2 separate regions of the Podarcis muralis genome follow, and region 2 is linked to region 1. The links are chromatin contacts, called in public Hi-C maps. All regions are on one chromosome and are shown on one strand. The core of a region is the stretch at or near the end of the contact, and the rest is flanking DNA. Distances in the headings are between cores, read along the strand shown.

The links. Hi-C and Micro-C count contacts between places; a contact is called where the count stands out from the background.
Region 2: a contact with region 1 is called in a Hi-C map of tail, with 2.0 times the contacts expected there. The contact joins the promoter of BUB3 here to the promoter of C6H10orf88 in region 1. A contact is called at or near these places in 2 of 3 Hi-C or Micro-C datasets (blood and tail).

Annotation. Positions count from the first base shown.
Region 1 is chr6:54,849,621-54,856,952 of rPodMur119.hap1.1, forward strand. It overlaps C6H10orf88 (chromosome 6 C10orf88 homolog), which reads right to left and starts at 3,130. Exons shown (of 6, transcript XM_028730033.2): 1 at 2,803-3,130; 2 at 559-762. The coding sequence starts at 2,996. It overlaps LOC114597413 (disintegrin and metalloproteinase domain-containing protein 9-like), which reads left to right and starts at 3,317. Exons shown (of 19, transcript XM_077930331.1): 1 at 3,317-3,438.
Region 2 is chr6:55,025,205-55,032,736 of rPodMur119.hap1.1, forward strand. BUB3 (BUB3 mitotic checkpoint protein) reads left to right here and starts at 5,575. Exons shown (of 8, transcript XM_028730014.2): 1 at 5,575-5,728. It overlaps HMX2 (H6 family homeobox 2), which reads left to right. Exons shown (of 3, transcript XM_028730016.2): 3 at 179-1,301. The coding sequence ends at 723.

The DNA of each region.
Region 1 (7,332 bases), core at 1,880-4,379:
CAATGCACTAGCAGAAAGCAGTCTGCATGGCAATATCAATGCATAAGTTGGTAAAAAAAAAAAGTAGAAACAAGAAAATTTGGTTATGCAGTGTGACAACATGCTTTATCTAATATCCAAATCTTCCATCTCAAACTGGGTCTTTTTCTTTTAAATGACAACTCTTTCATTTGCTTTAAAACTTGGGTGGAGAACCTGTGGCCCTCCAGAGGTTACCAGACTACAAGTCCCATCATCAATGACCATTGGTCATGTTGGCTAGGGCTGGTGGGAGTTGAGAGTCCAACAACAGTTTCCCCATCCATTCTTTAAAAGAAACTTCCTATATATCCACGGTTCCTTGAAATGTCATGCCTGAGTTTTCAAAAAAATGCAATTTTAAAACTGATTCTCTTGTAAGAAATGGGTACGCTAGCCTTATGCTGCATTGGAGCTGCCTCCAGGTGATTAGATAGAAAAGTTTTTTGTGAAGTGGAATGCATATAGTTCTTTCCTTTCAGTGTGCCACATAAAACTAACATGTCAGCAACCTGGAGAAAAAAGGAGAAAACAACTGACCTGTCATGTTGGCCAGTAAAGACTTTCGCTCCTCTCCCAGTTCCACAGTACTCGTCACCAACGTAGACTTCCATGTTCCGGGCCTCACTGACAATGCCAAGACCAATAATTTCTTCTGAACCGTGGGGGTCACAGTGCAAGTACAGTAAGCATGGAGCTACGTTGTCATTGTGTAATCGTCCTTCAAGAACCACAACATTCTCACTAGAAGGTGGGAAAGTCCATCTAGAATTATACATTTAGCCAAAGCACTGACAGTTCCAGTTACTAAACAGTAAAGTTTTGTTAATGACAAACTGCTCATAACAGTGTGTGCGTGTGTGTTTTAAAATACTCATCTTACAAGTGTTAGTTGGTGAATAGTGTTGCATTTTAAATTGAGATCAGAACCTGTGGTTGCCAACTGCACTGTGCAAATGAACTCCACTGGGACTTACAACAAGACTTGCTTCTGAATGAATGTGCACAGGATTGCACGGTAAGATATAATCACCAATATAGCTTAAACTCTGCATCTGTATAATAAATGAGAGAATAGTGACATACCTCACAGGACTGGATCTACCCCTGTTGTTGCCACATTGTTCAAATACAGTTTTTTTCTATGTCTGAATGATAGGATACTAGAGTATCTGACCATTGTTGGCTTGGTCAAACTATTGTTTTAGATCAGTTAATGAGCTTCTTTGGAAAACGAGGACTTGAATTCAGATCTAAGTTCAACACTGTAGCTGCTGCAATTCATTAGTGCTACCATTAATAGGCACGGTTTAAAAAAAGAATGATTTTGGTAGCTGCGGCTAACCATTGCAGAGAGAGAGCAGTACCTTTAAGAAAAATCTTTTTCTGAGGAAACTGTTAAAAGACCCAGGAGTTCTCTGCCTAGCTGTGCTAGTCGGTTGCAGCAAAAACAACTAAAGGTCTTGTGAGGTTTTATGTAACACTTATCTGTAGGCAAGCCCCACTAAGTGAAATAATACTTACTTTGGTGCATGTACACAATCACACTGCCACTGTAAAATAAGCTTTCGTACTTGGATCCACGAAAGCTTGTACTACAACTTTGGCCGTCTGCTCAAAAGTAAAGTAGGTTTACTCAGCTTTGGAGCCTATAAACGTTATACAAGACACTGCCTTATACCTATTCAGAGCACTGGTCCCATCAAACCCAGTGCTGTCCACTGAACCCCTAGTGGATTAGTTGAGTGCTGGGAGAACCTCTTCCCTCTGCAGCCCCTGGCTGTGTTCTCAGCGGAGAGCAGGCTACTACCCTGATTTGGAAACCTACCTGCTGAACCAAAATAACAGAAGCTACCATGGGTAAATTGGGACCCCTGTTTTAGGTAGTGGAGGGTCACTGCAAGGTTGCCAGAATGGAAAAACGGAGCTGAGACTTCGGGACCTAACTTATAAAAGGGACTTACCCCACAGGAGGGCAATTTGATTTATAGGGGCGGGACAATTCAAGAATGAGTTAGACTAAGTTAATGGCCTTTTAGGCTTCCTCCACGTGAATAGGAGTTCACTTTTTGAATAATAAGAATTATATGTCACACCAGGGGGTGGGGACACAACACCAGGATTTTAGAGACGCTTAGGTGGGGCATGGCCAAAAAAAAGGTTGGGAACTACTGTTCTAGAGCAAGTAAGAAAGCTACCCCAGAGGGGGAAGGGTGGATTGAAAAAGTGGAATGAGAACAAGAGCGTATTCTTGCCAGGCTGCTGCTACACCCACTGGTCTTCCAATTGATCCAAATTGGGTCGCAGCGCCAAGTGCAACCGTGCAAACTATATGGCCAAAGATTTAAGAAGCTGGTCCCCCAAGTGCAATGTGCTTGGGTTCAATGTGGAAAAAGTTGACAGCGGCGGGTCTGCACTTGGAGGGCAGGAGCTCTCCAAGGTTTCCAAGGCAGGGATCGACGCCGGGAACTGATGAGCCTGGGATCCTTTTCGTGCAAAAAACCCACACACACCTACACCCTGCCCGCTGAGTCACGACGCGGAAGCCTCTGTGGTTGTTTAATGCTTTGATGCTTGTTCAGCATTTGACGGTCATTCTGGGGGTTGGGGGGGGGGTGTCTGGAAGAGGGGCAGCCCCCCGCCAAGCCCCTCGAGGCCACGTCTCGGCTGCCCCTCGCCTCCTTCCCACGGCTCCCGGGGCTCCTTCCAGAGAACAGGAAGGCCCGCGACCTGGGGCGTGTGTACCCCCCCCCCCGGCACCAGGGTCTCGGGCGCCTTCCTCACCCGTTCAGCGGGGGTCCCAGAGGCTCGCAGGCGTCGGCTTCCCCCTCCGGGACAAGGCGCAGGACTCCCGCCAGGTCCGCCCGGCACTCCCAGGAGCAGGCGGCCGACAGGCGGCCGGCGGGCGCGAAGGGGCCTCCAGCGGCGGGAGCTTTTGCGAGGCCAGCTACCGCCGCCAGGCTGCTGCCGCTCGCCATGGCAAGCAGGAAGCCCCCCGGGCTCTGGGCGCCGAGAGGATGCTACGCGGCGGGACCATACGCGGGCAGCGGGGGGGAAGAAGAAGGGCGGTTCTTGAGGGGGGAACTCAGCTTCCAAAGATCGGGGGGCTCGCCGGGCGGTTCTTCCCCGAAGGAACTTCCGCCCTTCCGCAGCTTCAACCGTAGACGTATTAGCATATGATAGGATGAAAGCTGGCCATAGAGAAAAGGCGAAGTTTGGCTGCCCGCAGCCTAGATTACCGGGTTTCTTTCGACGCCGCGGCTCCCTCTGGTTTGAGTGGTGAAACGGAGAGAGCCGCTCCACGAGAGACCACGGAGGAAGCCGTTGCAGGGATTTGGCCGTATCCTGCCCTGCTCACCCCACGCGCGCACCCCGCCCCAGTAGAAGCAGAGACAGAAGTTCATTCTCGTTGAAACCCAGGTCTTCTTGTGTGTGGGGCGGGGGAAATACCATTCGGGTATTTTGTTCAGCTTTTTTTAAATTTAAGATTCGGCTTTTCAGCGCTCAGCAAACTCTGCTCGCGCTAGGAAGAGGGAAATAAACTGTCCAGGATTACCCACTCCGTATTGCACGTGGGGTCTCAGAAAAGGTGCCTTGCGACAACCCTACGACGCAGATCAGACAGTGTCATTAGCCTCCCCCGTTGCAAATTGGGGGTGGGTGGGCAAGGCTGCAATGTGATGCGGTGCATTCCCAAAATGCAACGTGCTTTTTTGTGTGTGTGTGCATATATAGAGAAAAAATGCATTTGGGTAGTCCTGTAGTGTAGTCCACTGTATCAAACAATATATCCATGCAATTGTAAACTGGAGGGGCGAATTACAGCTATACAGAAGCACCTCCATGTTGTAGATGGGCTTCTGTATTGTGATACAAGCTATATATTAGGACACCTGCTATAAGCTGTATTAACAAACACAACCAAAATTTCCAGCTAAAATCCCCACTTTCGTCTTGAATGTATTCAATGACATCCCACTCTTACTTGGATCTGAACTGTAGCCCCAAAAGCAAAGGCATAACTTCACCAGGGTCCCGTATCTTGAATCAAGAAAGATCGTCCTCATAGCATCTCCCCTCCTGGCTATATCTAGGTGACAGAGGAAACAACTTGGATCAAGCCTCACTCTTGGCAGATGTTCTCATTGCTGTTGTCATCATCACTAAAGGGTGCACGATAGCTTTCATGTCCTGAAAGTAGACCCAAGGCAGCGGCTGTTGATCTTTAGACCCCACAAAAGCTTGTATAACTAGATAGTGGCTTACAAAAGCACTCTAATAAAATCTTTAAAAATAAATAAATCACCTGCTTGATCTTTAGTTGTAGAATATATTGTCACTGGTGCAGGTTTGCAATACTGTATAATACAAAAACTACCATGAATGGAAACAGCAGGACATTTATACAGGAATGGGATATAATGATGTTTTAAGTGAACTTCACTAATACTGTGGCTGTGTACACACACCTTTAAAGCACATTCCCCCCACCCCAAAGCAGTTTACTCCTTGCAGAGTTACAGTTCCCAGAAACCTTAACAAACTTCAATCTCCAGAATTTTTTGAGGGGGGAAATGTGCTTTGAACGCAGGGACGCGGACTTACAAAAAAATATTGGGGGGGCCCGGGAAAGCTCATGAATAATAAATAAGCTCATGAATATGCAAATAAAGTGGCGCCGCCTCCTCGTGAGCGAATAGGGGAGAGCGTGCTGCGCCTATTAATCAGCTCCAAAGGAAATTGGGTGGAGCTTTTGCTCGGGAGGGAGGGCAGGAGGCATGCAGCCCGCCCCTCCCTGTGCATTTTGGGCTGGGGGAGGGGCGGCGATGGCGCTCTGCTGGAGGGGCGCCGGAGATTATTGGGGGGGCGGAGCCCCCCCAAACGAATTTTTGAGGGGGCTCGGGCCCCCTCAAGCCCCATGGAGTCGGCGCCTATGTTTGAACGTGCTTTAAACAGTATAGTGTGTACACAGCATGAGGATGCAATCTTATATACACTTATTCCTGGGAATAAGTTCCATAGTTCTCAGTGGGACAACTCTGACTAGACATGCATAGGGTTACACTGGGGCAGAGCAATTAATCGAAACCGATTTATGCCTAACTGGTGGGCTGGGATTAAGTGGAGGTGCTCCTCTGCTTGGCTCTCCCGATTGAACTACCTTCCTGCTGCATGTGCAGACAGGAGGCCCACTGGTGTATCCCTGCCAGCAGGAAGCCCTGAAGCGGGGTGTTCAGAGGGTAGAGAAAGGGTAAGGCAGAGCCAGCACACGTTTTGCTAGATCCTGAGTTAGTCTCACAGATGTTGATGGTCCTTCCCACCCCGTAATACCATTGCTACTGTAAGTGTGCGGGTTGTGGATCTGGTGGTGGCTACACTTCTCCACAGCACCCTGCAGGTATGGAGGTTCAGAGTTCGGCTTACAGCCTAAAATACTTTATATCATCACCACATCATTATGTTGAAAAGAGACTATTATACATAGCAACGGAGATCCCGTATGGAAACACACATCTAATTTCAGCAAAGGCAAATTTACCTAAATTGCCGCCTGTGTCTCTCCTCCTTCCCCACTAAAAATAAAAAGCCAGTGCTCATGATATGCAGACATGTTGTGTTCCCTCTTAACACCGTGGTTGCTCCCAGGCATAAGACAATTTAATTCTATCCTATCGTTGCTGTTCTGTTTTAGACCGGGTGTGGAATAGCAACACTGTTTCCAAACTTCTAGCATTCTACGAAGTGAACAGTCCGCCACTCCCCGACCCCAGATGTGAAACCTGTCTGCCCTTATTTTACCAAACGGTCATAAGATCAAAAACAAATCTTTCCTGCCTGCTTGTGGTTAGCAAAAGGAGAAGCGGAACTGTTCAGTTGCATGTCTTCACTGGCCTCTAGAGAATTTTGCTGATGCCAATTTCCAATGTGGAAACAGGTTTTTATATATTACTATTGTGAGCTGGAGCAAAAGTATAGTTCATAGGTCTTCAGCCAATGGGTTGATGTAATTCCAGGTGGGTTTTGCAAAGTTGTTGCTGCCATGTTGGACTCCAGGTAAGGCTGATGAGCATTTTGCCAGCTTTCATGAGTGCTGTAAAGTGGCGTGAGACAGCCAAGAGCCTTTTTTTCAGTTAGGTATTTCTGGCAAACTCTATGGCCCACCTTCCTATAACTCTGCCTATAGTAAGGGAGCTCTCACCGCTCACTTTTTAGTCTGATTTGATGGCTTTCTGGACTTCTCCAAGAAAAGAAAGATGCTGGGGATTAGAATTCAGAAATGTCCACTGCTGTGGGTAGCTTGGCTGCCCAGCATGTTGCCGTCATGGCAGTTCTGGGGGCCCAGAAAGTGATGGCAAAAGTCTGGCTGCAGGAGGGGAGAGAAGTAGGGGTGCCATATGATCCTTGCTGCACTCCCTGCAGCCTGAAATAGGGTTATGTTAAGGGAGAGGTTCCTTGTTGGGATCTGTTTATGGATTTCTCTCTACAGTTGCCACCATCCTAATGTCTCAAGTGAATCCTTTTTCGATAAGAAAGTGCATTTACAGTTGTGTGTCTCCGCACACTTCTTAGGCAACGATAAAAGAAAAAGAAAACCCAAGGTGCGCACACAGCTATCTGATGGATTCCCCGTCACTACTGTACTTAATCAGCAATAGAGAATCATCAAATTAGACAGTGGGGACATACTCAAAAGGCAACGCCTACTGGTATGAACAAGAAAGACTTAAGTTGCTCGTATACAAAGTCAAATACGTGTGGATGTGGACTACTTTGGTCTAATTTGAATGGGAGGAAGGTGAATTAACAGCTAAATAATGTTCAAATGTGGACAAGCCTTTTTCCCCCTGTAGAGGGTTGCGTTACTTCAGAGGAAATCTGTCAGCCGCCACTGCATCTGAAAGCATTTCTCTGTTACCCCTTTTTACTCCCCCCCCCCTGTAAATCTCTTTTTCTTTATTTCCCTGACATCTCTTTATCTCTTCTTCCTTGCATAGTGGACTTACCAGGAGAGATTGCTCATGTCAGAGGTCCGAAGTTGCAGAGGGCTTTTGAATTAAGAAAAAGTCTATGTAAAATGTAGCCTAGGGCCATGGATTGACCACCATTGTTTCGGGGTGGGGGGATCTTAGTGATTGTCCCTCAATCTGACTGCCCCCCCCCCATTCTTCAAGGCAGGGACTACTAGGCTGCTCTGTGGGACCTGTTTCTCTGGTAACACATCACTGCGCCAGGTTGGGAATTATACACAAACACAAAACATACAAATGTGTTGATTAAAAAAACTCAGTTCATCACTGCCAAGTATTTCTACAT
Region 2 (7,532 bases), core at 4,325-6,824, 180 kb after region 1:
GGAGCTCTGGAACAAACAGTAATCGACTCCCTGGGTTTAGTGTTTGGTGGGATTCGTATATTGGTGTCGGTGGGTTGTGGTGTCTGTGTGTGTTTGTGGGGAGGGACACATGGCTATGCCAATCTGATCCGAAAGGCATCTCCACCCCCCCTTCCTTTTTTTAATTTCTCCCTCCAAGGCAACCAGAAGGGGAACGGCTCGGCGATCAGTTCCGACCGGACGCCGCCTTTCCTTTCTCCGTCCCAGCCGGACTTCAAGGAAGAGAAAGAGAAGCACTTCGGGCCGGGCTCGCCGGCTTCGTCGGAGCGGCAGCGGGACGGCGCGGAGCGGCAGGCGAGCTCGGCCAAGAAGAAGACGCGCACGGTTTTCTCGCGGAGCCAGGTCTACCAGCTGGAGTCCACTTTCGACATGAAGCGCTACCTGAGCAGCTCGGAGCGCGCCTGCCTGGCCTCCAGCTTGCAGCTGACAGAGACCCAGGTGAAAACCTGGTTTCAGAACCGCAGGAACAAATGGAAACGGCAACTCTCGGCGGAACTGGAGGCGGCCAACATGGCCCACGCCTCAGCCCAGACTCTCGTGGGGATGCCCCTGGTTTTCAGAGACAACTCCCTCCTCAGAGTGCCGGTTCCCAGATCCATCGCCTTCCCGGCTCCCTTATACTACCCAGGCAGCAATTTGTCGGCCTTACCTCTTTATAATCTCTACAACAAGATCGACTATTGAACTGACGCCGCCGTCTCCACCCACGACCTTTTCTTCACCCGCCCGCCTGTTATTCATAGGAAAGGAGAAATGTGCTTCTTGCATTGTTAAGAAATACACCATGTGTATTCATTATTATGATTATTATTTTTTTTAAAGGGGGGGGGGACCCCAGGCCATTTTATTTATGGGAATCCTCTCTGGGTTAGTTTTGTTCTGCTTGTTTTCTAGACGGCCCTAGAGAGTGTGTCACTTCCAGCCCTCTCTCCCTCCAGCCCCCTCCACAACCCATTTTCTTTAGTGTGTCCTTTTCTGACATAATAACAAAGTGACTTCCCGACCTCGAGCAGAACAGGAAACCCAACACATCAACTCGCCTTTAGAAAGAACCGCGCGGCTCTGTCTGCGTGTGCGCGCAGGTAGGATAAGAACAGGGCGCTGGAGTGGCCAGCCATTTTCGAGTCTCCCCTCGCCCGCCCCCACCGTTCCTTTTTGCCCTGAGTATTAATTATATCTGCGGGAAATAAATAATAATAATAATAGTGTATTTCAGATCTGTACATATTTTTAAAAGAAAATAAAGCATTTTAAACATCGTTGGTAACTTGGATCAGATTGCTTGTGTATTTCAGTTGGCGTACCTCCCCGCCCCTAAAAATAAAATAAAATACATGTATTTGGGTTTTAGGTGTGAAAAGTTGGATGCGTTCTGCCCTCTGGGCCCCTCTCGCTGGAAGTTTGAAAAAAGAGGAAAGTTTCATCCGTGCAACGATGGGGGCTTCTCTCTCGTTGAGGTCGCAGGAAACCTCGATTCATCTCCAGCTGCGCTCCTGTCCAAAAACTGTGGCTAATGTCACAGCGAAATAAATCCAAGAATAGACGGGGAGCGTTGATCAAAATAAAGCTGAAATATTGATATATTCGCCATGCTGACAACGCTGCCATTCCACGTTGTTTATAGGTCATACTGAAAAGAGTGGGGTTTACTTCCTCCTGCTGTTAGGATCAGGATTAAAGTCAGGAGAAAGACATGCAGGAAGTTTTAAACTTCTTTCAGACTATTTAAGATCACCATTGTCATTTAGGGATATTTAATAAACAGCCATTTCTGTATGGGCTCAAACGATCAAGAACCGATATTCCACACACCTTTTAAAAAAAAAAAAGTTCAGGCTACACAGTCCATTACTACTAAATCCAGCTGTAGTTACTGAATTTACACAGGTAAAACTCAGAGGCAGGCAGTCCCGATCCTAATGGTTTTTATTTGTAATGGGGGTTCTGTTCACGTCAGGGGAACTTCCCTTCCCTTCTCACTTCCGCCCGAAAAATGTTCCCTGGGTCGCTGTCCTACCATCCCGAGTCTACGCACATCTCCCAAAACTCTTAGTAGTTGCTGAGGTGAAAAAGAGGGAGACTCGGAAGAAACGTCCGCTGAGTTCAGTGAGACTTACTCCCAGGTAAGTCTGTATTGGACTGCATCCTTATTTAGGAAAAAAAAATCCATTGAAAGCGGCCCGATTTTCCGCTTAAGGTGCCAATTGGCTTAAATCGTTTTAACTGGCTTTGGATCTGCGCTGTTTAGAGGCATGCTACGTGATTCGCATCCAGCTCATTGATATTAACCGCAGCGCCACTTCTACTTCTGTGCCCTCCATCGTAAAACCACAGATGGGGCGCGTTCCTCTTTCTCTTCCTCCTCCCCCTCATTAAAGTGAATGGAAAATATAAGCTTCTACACTGCAGATCCGGGTAAAAGCTTGCAAATGTCAAACGCATTCGGATCAAAGCGGCTCATGTATATAGTTATTTGAAAAGAAGATGAACGTCCTTTATTAAGCGATCGGAGCTGACAAGTGTTTCCGGAAATGGGCTTTCTTCCTAGTTTGAGGTGTATTCTGTTAAATGCCAAGATCTCATGCCAGCTCCTTTTTAAATAGAAATGTGACATTATAACCAAGCCGTGATTGATCTGAGCGTTCACCCCAGCGCTGAAAAACACCTGCAGCCTCGGATGTGCCGAGAGGAGGAAGCGAATCGTTTAAACAAAAAGTAAATACTTCATCAAGTGTTATTTAAATTGCAGGCGCCGTTACGTGGTTTATCACAGCCACCTGTTCCATGGTTCGCTCAGGATCTTATAGAGAAGACTATTTAAAATGCAATAAGTAACCACAATCCAGCTAAAATTACATTTACGATGTTTTAAAACGGAGAATTGGGGGGGGGGGATAACACTCCATATGGCCCGTGTAAAAAATAAGCTCGGGATACGCTCTTTCGTGGAAAATAATATTTTTGAAATTGTTTATCTGAACCATTTTCTCAAAAGCCAACGAGGGTAATTCCCTATTAAGTGCATGCACGGACCTTTTATCTCAGAAACAAATGAATTTAGGGGAACCTGGTCCTCCTATTTTAAACAAACAAAAGATCTAGCTAGAGCCTAGGAAATGCATTATTTATCCTTGACGCGTAAGTTCCACTGTAATGCACGGGAGATATTTCTAAAAAGTTTTCATTATGATCAAGGTTGTATGTGAATATTTGTAAGTAAATAAAAAAGAAGTTGTTTTTCAGGCTCTCAGTGGTGATGAAGTGTTATTCATATTGCCAACAAGGATTGTTTCCAGTAGGAGTACTTAGAATCAGTGCCCTTCCAATCTTTTCCGCCTCTTGAATTCAGACTATTACTACTTTCAGGTTCCTTGAATGTTTCGGTTTTGCCTCACTATACATTAATATCGAAGACAGCTTTCTCGGTAAAACATACCCCAAAACAGATGATTCGAATTAAAGTGGAATTTCAGTACAAGTTTATTGGATTTTAAATGACCCCTCTCTGTCACCCACATAGCACATAGCATCACAGACGTGCATGGTGTTTGCATATATTCGGTTTGCATAACTCAGATCCGTCGCCCATCTCAATCGCACGCAGTGAAGCAAAACAAAACAAAAAATCGTTTTGGGAAGAGCAATGGATGCATTTGGTGTTTCCATGCAATCCTTATCCTCGCGTTGCAAATCGTATTGCTAATCAATCCTGTGCATTATTGCAAACCTTGGAACTGGTCCAACACACCAGGAGATATTTAAAAAGTGTTTTGTAGGCCAGTGGCGATACAGCGAAGAGGCAGAGGCAGTTTGGCTCTTCTATGGAAGCGTGTTCAGCCACCGCAGGATAGTAGAGGAAACTCTGGCCGAGCTTAAGTCAACGACATAGCGGCCCCCAGGAGTTAGTATTGCATAGATCTCGTTGTTTCCATCACTTTTTAAAGGGTTGCAATCCTATACCCACTGACCTGGGAGTAAGCGCCATTGAATTTAGTGAGGCTTATTTCTAAAGCCAGCCTGCATAGAACTGTGGTGTGTGTTAACTTGAAATCCTTCTGTGAACGGTTGATGGAATTAATCTGCTTTAATTGCAAGCATGACTACACATAAGGATTTAGCAGGTTAAAAAGGAGGGAAACAATGAGATCTATACATTGCAATCTGCTATAGCTGCGAGGTAGACTGATTAACCTTGGGCCGTCAAGTATCTCCCCAGCATCTTCTTTCTCCATCCGGGAACTATCCCCAACTTGCTGCTTCTGCGTCGATTCAACCGCGAGGCATCAATGGCAGGGCTATTACAACAATATTTTTTTCATGATCATCGCTCTCGCTATTAAGAGCATGCGCGTTTAATTTCCATCTGATACCGCTTGGACTTTCCTTTCAGAGGCGAATTGTCCTTTGTCCTGAACACAGGATTATGCAAATATGTCAGGATCCAAGAACTCAAGGTATTAGGAAGGGATTTCGAAAGCTGCCTCAAAGCGAGAGGCATTGAACAGCAGGAAAGCCTAGCAAGAAGAGTCAAATGCTCGTATTCTGAATTCATGTGGTATACATGTGTCTTACTTGGCTCTAGATATGAAATTCTAATATTTTAGCTGATATATACACATACTGAAAACAGTTCCAGCAATAGTTCGGTAGGAATCCTTTCTATCAATATAATCATGATAGTTACACGTGGACAAAAGTGTGTGTGTATGATGCATGCACGTCTAAATGTTGAAATCCAGAGTATAAGGAAACGCGATGTAAATAATCAAGAAGAGGGAATGAAAAAAATTAAAAAGCCTCGGGTTCCCCTTTCCCCCCAGTTTTCTCACGTATTCATACATACACGTGTACACATTTAAAGCCAAAGCTGCAAAACTTTTTAATTTGGAGTTGAACTGAAAACAACCTATATATAAAAAAATCCCGTGCAGAGAAATTTCGGCACTCTGCTGGATGCAGGTTTTGCAGCGGTGTGTTTTCTGCTACACAACTGCTATGGAGTCGTGGACGGGGCTGCCGCATACAGGGATGACGCGGGTGTGTACACGGGAAGATCAAACCAGGGGGCTTATGGAGGAAGCGAGAGATCTACGGAGCACTGGCCTTTATGAGAGTTGCTGTGCTCGTAGGACCACGACCCAGATCCAAAGCGCTCTTATTTGGAGCCATCTCCCTATCAAGGCGACAAAGGACCTGCTTTCTGCCCAAACAGGTGCGGCTTGAGCAGCCGCTTCCATTCATTCTCCAGCCTCAAGAGCCGTGTTCACAGTTGGCTCTAACGCCGAAGGCCTCCCCGTGGCGAAAGGAGCACAAGGGTTTGCCCCGGAGAGGGGCACGTAAGAAAGAAGGAAGACTCAAAGAAGCAGATGGGGCTTCTGTAGGCAGAGATGGGGGGGGGGGGGGCAGCAGCGGAAGGCCACGGAAGGGTAACTTGGACCCCGTTGCATGCTGGGCGTTGTAGTCGACGCTACAAAACGCTGCCTCGCGGAGCATGCCGGGCGTGCGTACGTCCGTACGCGAGCCGTTCAGTCATTTTAAACTAACCAATCGCCGGCCGAGGCGGTCGCCGGAGCTGGGGCTGTTGGGAGTTGGCTCGGTATTCGAGGCGCGCGCGCGTGGCGAGAGGAGGAAGACGGTTGGTTGCGTGTGAGAGTGAGAGAGAGGCCTCGTCGGAAAACTGGAGGACAAGGTAATAGGGGCGCCCCTGTTGTTGTTGTTGTCGTTCCCCGCCCCCGCCCGCCTTGGGACGGAGAGTCCTCGCGCGGCCTGGGGGGGGGGGGGCTCCCTCTCGGCCATTGCCTCTCCAAACCCTCGGAGGGAAGTGGAGCTGCGGGTCCTCCTTCCAGGCCACGCCCATTACACCCCCCCCCCCCGCCTATTCCCGCGCGCCCTTGCTGCCTTCGTCCCTTTCTGAGAAATTGGGGTGGGGGAGGAGGGTGTAAGCATCTCATAAGGAATAACATAGGGTTAAGGAATAATAAGCAGGGGGCATCCTAAGAAGAATCCTCCCCCAATACTCGAGGTTCCTTCGTCGCTTCTGGGGTCAAACATTTAACAACAATGGGGTAAGGTTTTGTGCTGTAAATGCCGAGGCTCGTTGAAATGATAAGTTAAAAGACAATACCAGAGCTTTGCTGGATCAGGCCAGTGGTCAGTCTTGTAGGAAGCAGGATTCTAAGATAACAAGATGCCATTGCAAGCAGTAGCACTCTGCATAGCTGTCAACGTTTTCCCTTTTTTAAGGGAAATTCCCTTATTCCGAATAGGATTCCTCGCAAGAAAAGGGAAAAGTTGACAGCTATGGCCCTCTGTGACTCTTGCTCCCTAGCAACTGGTACCTAGGCTCTCAGCTGGTGGGTCTGATATGGCTGCCATGACTATGAGGGACATATTCTCCAGGAATTTGTGTAATCCCATGATCATGGAACTTTGATAGGGGAAAACAAGCAGTGGTTTAACCTTAGAGTGCTTCTGTGAGAGGGGAATTCTCACATCCATGGTGTACATTTTAAGAGATGCAGTTGGAACTACCACAAGGGTATTGGATACATTGTATAATATGGAATCAGTTATACTAGCACATTGATTTCTCCATATGCTGTTATTTGATTATTATTAATTTCATTTCTATGGCGCTTTATATTTTTAAGAAAAATCTCAAAGCAGTTTACAGCATATTAAAACATCAATAAAACAATCCAGAATCAAACATTTCTGAAGAAAGTCAAATATAAAGTATACAGTCAAAGCAACATAATTATCAAGACTAAAATATTATCAGAAATATTTCAGAATAAAACATTACAAAGGAGGTCAGCTGCAGAATACATATTTAACAAAAAGTTAAAAAAAATCATTGATAAGTGAAGTCAAATATAAAACGCACATTTAAAACAGCATAATTAACAAGAGAATAAAATATTATCATAAGCATGACATGGCTGTTTGGCAGGCACTGAAAGATGGGGCAAAAGAATCAATAATTAGGGTTTGTTGTCAGGCATAGCGATGTCCCTCTGGTCTCACCAGGAGCCTCTTTGGTAGGGCTGGGTGAGTCTTGGCCCCGCTCCCTAGGCCAGGTTGAAAGGGCCTTGCAGGGAATGGCCTTCACGACTCATAGCTGGGCACTGATGTTCTCAGAGCCAAAATAGCCTGTGCATAAGCAATGCACAAGAGCAGAACTTGCTAATGCTGCTTCTCCCACCTTTCTTTTTGGGCCACATTTCTACTGTTATGGGGGTATTTCTTTTCTCCCTCCCCCCAATAAGATGTTACATTACAGGCTGCTCAGTAATTTGCCAGATATTCGACTTCCGAAACGTTCAAAAACCAAAGCGTGGCTTCTGATTGGCTGTAGGAAGCTCCTGCAGCCAATCGGAAGCTGCAGAAGCCCCGTTGAACATTCTGCTTCCAAATGAACGTTCGAAAACTGGAACACTCACTTCCGGTTTTCAGTCATTCAGGAGCCAGAATGTTTGACTCCCAAGGCGTTC